2 separate regions of the Sus scrofa genome follow, and region 2 is linked to region 1. Evidence: chromatin contacts called from public HiChIP or PLAC-seq data. All regions are on one chromosome and are shown on one strand. The core of a region is the stretch at or near the end of the contact, and the rest is flanking DNA. Distances in the headings are between cores, read along the strand shown. Region 1 has its middle 170 kb from the start of TMEM167A. Region 2 overlaps XRCC4 (DNA repair protein XRCC4).

Region 1 (3,537 bases), core at 455-2,954:
AGGAGCCAAGTTGCGTCTGTGACTTACAGCTCATGGCAATACCCAATCCTAACCCACTGGTTGAGGCCAGGGATAGAACCTGTGTCCTCATGGATGCTAGTTGGGTTCATTAACCACTGAGCCATGACGGGAACTCCATAATTCTTTATTCTAATAAAATCTTACACATTAGCCCAAATATCTGGGAAAAAATAAAAACCAGTCTAGTAAAAGGAGGACTGGGAGACCCAGAACCTCCAGCTCTACAGCAGATGGATCCACTTCCTGTCCACTCCACACCCTCCTTCCCATAGCACATCTCAATAGACCTCTCAGAGTCAAAATGGAAAAACAAAAAAACAAACAAAAAAAAAACAAAACAGAGTAGCTGAGTCTACAAAACACCAACAAATATTTGGGAATTTTCTGTGTAATCTAATCAGGAGAAGAAAATGGAAAGCGAATAAATAAATAAGGAGGGGGAGATAGGGAAAAATCTGGAAGAAGTTTCATCAATATGTTACTTGTGGTGTTTTTTGTTTTTTTTTTTTTTGTCTTTTTAGGGTCACCCCCTTGGCATATGGAGGTTCCCAGGCTTAGGGTCGAATCAGAGCCACAGCTGCTGTCCTACACCACAGCCACAGCAACTCAGGATCCGAGTCTCGAATCTCGTCAGCTACCTGCAACACAGCTCACGGCAAGGCTGGGTCCTTAACACACTAAACAAGGCCAGGGATGGAAACCACGTCCTCACAGATACCAGTCGGGGGGTTTGAGCCACAATGGGAACTCCTTATGGAGATTCTCTGATGATGAGATTATCAGCAATATTTTTCCACTTTTGGCTTTCTGTCTTTCCATATTGTTGACACAGTTGATAGTACAGATACTGCCTTTGTTTAAGAGAAAAAAATAAAAGGAACTTGAATTAAAATCTAAACAAGCTAATGAGGAACACAGCAACAGCTCGTAGTGCATTTTATTTTTACGGCACACCAAGAGGGAAAAGTAGACAAAAGAAAAGCCAGAGTGTAAAGTGAGTCAGATTGAGGCAAATCTCAGAGCTCCTTAGTGACTCAGAAGTGAGAGAGATGGTTCTGAGTGAGAATGAAATCAGCAGCTAACATTTGTCTCCCATTTGCTCATTCTTGCTCACAGAGCCCTCAGCATCCAGGGCAGACAAAGGGCTATCACTGTTGGTGACAGGCTGTTTGTCAGCCTGATCTCTGTGGAAACAAGGTGAAATGGGAATGAGCCTATTTTACTATTTAGGCTCCAAATGCATCAGAAGTGAGAAGCCCTGTGTTGTGTCTAGATATTACTTTCTGTCAAGGCCATTCTTTGGTAAGCACTTTCTCTTTTGATGACTAAAATTTTTTCAATTTTGAATTGCCTGTTTTTTTTTTTGTTTTTTTTTTCCCCCTCTTCTCTGCAAACTACTCAGGGAGGGAATGAAAAGCCAAGTCATCTATTTATTTCCCTTTTTAAACTGGAAAGCACATATTGCAAAATTATCCTGCAGTTGTTCTCCTAGACACCAAGTTACAGAAAAAATGGAAGTCGTTAGAGGCAGTCAACTTTCTAATTTTTCAGTGTTTGTGGAATTTAACTGCACATTGGTGCTTTCACCATCAAATTCTCCCCCAAATATATTCTCAGAGCAGAGGGAAGTGATGTTTCACATCAGTTTCTTTTCTGCAGCTTCACACTATTGCAGGTCAGGTGGTTCAACAGGAGAGCTGGCAAGTTGCAGCCCTGGCTCTGGGGAAAGAGTCTCTGGGCTTTGGGGCAGTAGCGGGAAATTGTTCTTCCTGCCAAAGGGGAATTGAAAAATCCCTGGGTCTGTCCACTGAGATTCCACATTGGGTCAGAGAGAAGAGCTCCCTAGCTGGAGAGAAAGAAAGCCTCCAGCACAGTCAAGCAGGCTGTCAAGATTCTGTTGAACATGAAGGAGATAAGTAGAGCTTTTTATAGAAGTCTATGGATCCAACTCAGTATTTAAGACCATTTTTAGTGCAGACAAAGCCTAAGAGCTCCCTGACTATAATCATTAGGGTGTAAAGTGAAAGGCGGACATGTAGCTTGGGATCCACACGGGATTCCCCAGAATTTAGAAGACATCCCAGCTGGGCCAGTCCCCTTCCCATGCACATTCTGGCTAAGAATCAACATTTCCTTGAGGAGCAGGATCTGGGGGCTCATCTCAGAACTCACTGCCCATCTTTTGAAGCCTGTTTACTAAGCTGCATGTTCTCACACTGCTGCTTTAAGGATTTCCAGCCAACATGTCCTGCAATGGCTGTAAAGTTTCTGCAGGTCTTGTAAAAATAAGATAGCAAGGGCTCCTCTTCTGAAGTACTGACTTTGTGAAGGTATTTTACAATCTTTTCTCCTAAGATAATAGTCCTTCAAAGTCCCTATTTTTTTTAGGACCAGGATTAGCATGGTGAGGCAGATGATGAATTTACTACAGGAGCGAAATTTAAGGGGTTCATCAAAATCTAAGTACCCCCCCAAAAACAGTATTTTAATGTAATTTTTTAAAAAAATGAAAATGAGGTGTTCCCTTGTGGCTCAATGGGTTAAGGATCCAGTATTTTCATTGCAGAGGCTAGAGTCACTGCTGTGGTGTGGGTTTGGTCCCAGGCCTGGGAACTTCTGCATGCTGAGGGTATGGCCAAAAAAAAAAAAAAAAATATATATATATATATATATATATATATATGAAATGATTACCCAAACTCCATGAAGAATAAAACATAATTTGAAATAAAAATGAGCTGTGTGTTTTACAACCCTGTACTATTACCCAACAGCACGTCTCCCACTAGCAGTTGATTAGGGTTGGTAATGGTGTAAGCGCAGATTGGGCAACGCAGAGCTTTATATAAAGGCACGGTTTTTCACTGGAGTTTTTCTACTTGATTCAAAATAGGAGACAGTATTTTGATACATATAGAGAAGAAGGTATATTCTTCCTTTGTTTCAGGCCCCAACATGGCTCAACAGGCTACTACATATTATTTTCCTAAATTTACACATTTCCCTAAATTTAGAGGCAGGAGCTAACCTGCCCAGGGTCATGTGAACTCGTGAGTTTTTGCCTGGGGTTCCGTCCCAGCAGCTTGCCCTGCTGAACATGCTGCATCACACAGACTGTGGCTCTGCAGGGACAACATTCTTTCATGTTATGTTAAATGTTTCTGGCTCCCCAGGGGGCAAAACCATGTAAGCAGCATGTCTGTCTGGGATGTACAGAGCTTTGCATGGGTATGTCTGGCTCCAGGTGTGACTTGGAAGAAGCTGGACAAGACCTGGATCACAGGTGCCTCATTCTCCTCCAGCACAAGTCCTTTTGCCTTGATGCCTCATAAAAGTGAAATTTTGGTTTTCTTTACATAATATGCCATGATGTGAAAAAGGTCAGAAGATCCCACATGCTGTCAGATCCAAGCTCATTTCTACTTGGGAGTTCTAATTCTCTTTCATTCTCTCTGTACTGACCTCCTACCCTATCTCAGGAAAGGTTAGAACAGCGATGCTGTAACTTAGTCATTT
Region 2 (3,537 bases), core at 526-3,025, 240 kb before region 1:
TTTGTTAGTGAATACAGGAGAGGCCAGTGACCGGTATGTATGGAGCAATTATAAGTTTCGTATACCACTTGCTTGACTACAGGGACTGAGGGAAAGCTTTCTATATGTGACAAAAGTAATATTTTGCTATAGTATTTTAGTCCTTTCATTTTTAGAAATACGTTAAAGTATTCTCGTCAGAGTTTAATGAGGACTCCCCCAAGGAGGTCTAATTGAAAATTGACTCTAGTGAACTTCTAGCAAGTAATATCTGACAGCTTTGTTTTCAGTAATTTAATTTTTTAAGACTTTCTTTTTTAGAATAGTTTTAGGTTCATAGCAAAACCGCAAGGAAGGTACAGAAATGCACAGCCCCCACACATGCATAGCCTCCCCCATTATCAACATACTCCACCGTCTGATGCACCACAGCTTATTTATCCATTCACCTGCTGAGAAACATCTTGGTTGCTTCTGACTTTTGGCAATTATGGATAAAGCTGCTATAAAGAGCCTTGTGTATGTCTTTGTGTGAACGTAAGTTTATAGCAGCTTTATTTATAATTGCCAAAACTTGGAAGCAACCAAGATGTCCTTCAGTAGGTGACTGGATAAATAAACTGTGGTAATGTAAATTTCAAACAAAGAAACAAACTGTTACTTTTACAAATGTGTGATTATTATAATACTGAATATGCTTGTTTAAACTATATCCATTTTCTTCCTCGTTTCTCAGCCCTGAAGCTGAGAATTATTTGTTTTAAAGAATGAGTGAAGGGGTGAAAAAGAGAATTTTGGACAACTTGAGAACATCAGCCTGAGTACAGGAAAAAAAAAATTTTTTAAATAGTGTGATTTCTGGATAGACCGCATGCATGTAATCTGGATATATAAAAATCTATAAGACTGGGAATGATAAGAGATGAAAGGGGATAAATACACAGGCCAGATAATGGTACCTTAAAGGTTATGTGGGAGTTCCCGTCGTGGATCAGCGGAAACAAATCCAACTACGAACCATGAGGTTGCGGGTTTCATCCCTGGCCTCGCTCAGTGGGTTAAGGATCTGGCATTGCTGTGGCTCTGGTGTAGGCCAGCAGCTATAGCTCCAATTAGACCCCTAGCCTGGGAACCTCCATATACCGTGGGTGCGGCCCTAAAAAGACAAAAATATTTTAAAAATTTAAAAAAAAAAAAAAAAGAAAAAAGGCTGTGTGAAGAAGCTTGAGTCATTATCTGTAGAGGACCAAGACGCACTTCATAGTTACCTCTTGACTTAACAATTTGTAAAGTTGATAAGAAATCACTTACATAAAATAATCCTAAAAATAACTCATAGATTGCCTATAATTAAATATTTAATAAATGCCTACATAACAGGCTCAAAAAAATGGGCTCCCCAAAGTACAATGACTTCCTAGTCCCTGGAACCTGTAAATATTAATTTATGTGGCAACAGATGTGATTAAGTTAAAGGTCTTGACAGAGCTTATCCCCCTTATAATAAAGAGTCAGAGGGAGTTTACACATACACACAAAGAAAGTGATGTAAAGACGTGGCGGTCACTGAACCACACACTTAAAGACTGCTAAAATGGTAAATTTTATGTTACATGTATTTCACAACTTTCTCGGTTTTTGTTAACTCTTGTAATATGATAATTCAGAAGAGCAATAATCAGCACCAAGTGGTTTTTCTCTGCGTAATTCTTCGTAAAGGCTATTTGAACACATATAGGGAACTAAAGCAGGGGGTCATGCCCATGTTGAGAAACTTTCTCTGGAAGCCACAGGATGGGAAGCTAGTAGGACTAAGACTTCCTGTGGTCAGGCAGGACACTTGAGAGGGAAAATGCTGGCTATAGAGAGACGTTGGAATTAAAGTCAGTTGTTCTCAAATGCAGTAATTATGACTCCCAGGGGACATTTGGCAATGTCCAGAGACATTTTCGGTTTCACAACTAGGGAGTTCCTACTGGCATCTAGTTGAGTAGAGGTCAAAGATACAGCTAAATATTCTATAAGAGCGCCCCTCCTCCCACAGCAAAGAATTGTCTAGCCCAAAATGTCAACAGTGTTGACATGGACAGGAGGTAATAAATGCATTTAGATGTTCATATGCAAATATATAAAAGTCAAATCTCAAAAATATCAATAATGGAGTTCCCGTTGTGGCTCAGTGGTTAACGAATCCGACTAGGAACCATGAGGTTGCGGGTTCGGTCCCTGCCCTTGCTCAGTGGGTTAACGATCCGGCGTTGCTGTGAGCTGTGGTGTAGGTCTCAGACGCGGCTCGGATCCCGCGTTGCTGTGGCTCTGGCGTAGGCCAGTGGCTACAGCTCTGATTCAGCCCCTAGCCTGGGAACCTCCATATGCCGCGGGAGCGGCCCAAGAAATAGCAACAACAACAACAACAAGACAAAAGAAAAAAAAAATATATCAATAATGTTGATTTTAATGGAAAAGGTCATCTGTTTAAAGGACAACATAACAAGATCTGCTTATTTAGTGTTTATTATATATCAGGTTTTGTTCTAGTTTCCAGAGTCACAGCAACCAACAGGACAAACCTTCTGTCCTCATGGAATTTACGTTCCAGTTGGAAAGACAGAGCTCTAAAATTTGTGGACATTTCAGATCATAATAATAATAAGAGCTCTTGTGAGTTAACTCATTTAATTCTCACTATTACTCTATAAAATATATGCTCCTATAATCCTCATTTTATAAGATGCTAAGGCATATAGAGGTAAGTAGCTTGTCCAAGGCCCCAGGTCCCACAGTTGATGGACCCAATCTGACCTCTCTGCAGCATTTTGTTCACTGCAGCACTATTCACAATAGCCAAGACATGGAAACAACCTAAATGTCTATCGACAGATGAATGGATTAAGAAGATGTGGTACATATACACAATGGTATACTACTCAGCCGTAAAAAAGGACAAAATAATGCCATTTGCAGCAACCATGGATGGAACTAGAGACTCTCATACTAAGTGAAGTAAGTCAGAAAGAAAAAGACAAATTCCATTTGATATCAGTTGTATCTGGAATCTAATATACGGCACAAATGAACTTTTTACAGAAAAGAAACTCATGGATTTGGAGAACAGACTTGTGATTGCCAAGAGGGAGGGGAGGGAGTGGGATGGACTGGGAATCTGGGGTTAATAGATGCAAACTACTGAATTTGGAGTGGATAAGCAATGAGATCCTGCTATAAGAGACTGGGAACTATATCCAGTCTCTTGTGACGGAACATGATAGAGGATAATGTGAGAAAAAGAATACATATATATATATGTGTGTGTGTATGTGTGCATATTTGTATGACTGGGTCACTTAGCCATACAGCAGAAATTTACAGAACACTGTAAATCAACTATAATGGAAAAATAAGAATCGAAAGATTAAAAAATTTAAAAAAATTTAAAATAAAAAAATTAAATTTGTCAGAGTCTTTAGAGCTTAACTGATTTCTCACAAGTTTTTTTTTTTTTTTTTTTTTTTGAAACTAGGGGAAAAAAAACAACAGAACTGCATAGGCAAGAACAGA

The links. HiChIP or PLAC-seq counts read pairs in DNA pulled down with a chosen protein or histone mark.
Region 2: a contact with region 1 is called in an H3K27ac HiChIP or PLAC-seq map of alveolar macrophages. The contact joins two enhancer-like sites. A contact is called at or near these places in 2 of 47 Hi-C or Micro-C datasets (embryonic fibroblasts and skeletal muscle) and 2 of 2 datasets of contacts at active chromatin or transcription factors (alveolar macrophages and skeletal muscle).

Annotation. Positions count from the first base shown.
Region 1 is chr2:91,184,523-91,188,059 of Sscrofa11.1, reverse strand. No RefSeq gene overlaps it. Among named protein-coding and RNA genes, the nearest start is that of TMEM167A, 170 kb to the left of the region's middle. Within about 2 kb of position 1,704, at least 13 of the 83 cell types and tissues checked have an H3K27ac peak or open chromatin away from gene starts, as enhancers often do. A contact at or near this core is called in alveolar macrophages, where this site is marked.
Region 2 is chr2:91,425,254-91,428,790 of Sscrofa11.1, reverse strand. All of the region lies in intron 3 of XRCC4 (DNA repair protein XRCC4), which reads right to left. Among named protein-coding and RNA genes, the nearest start is that of XRCC4, 69 kb to the right of the region's middle. Within about 2 kb of position 1,775, at least 2 of the 83 cell types and tissues checked have an H3K27ac peak or open chromatin away from gene starts, as enhancers often do. A contact at or near this core is called in alveolar macrophages, where this site is marked.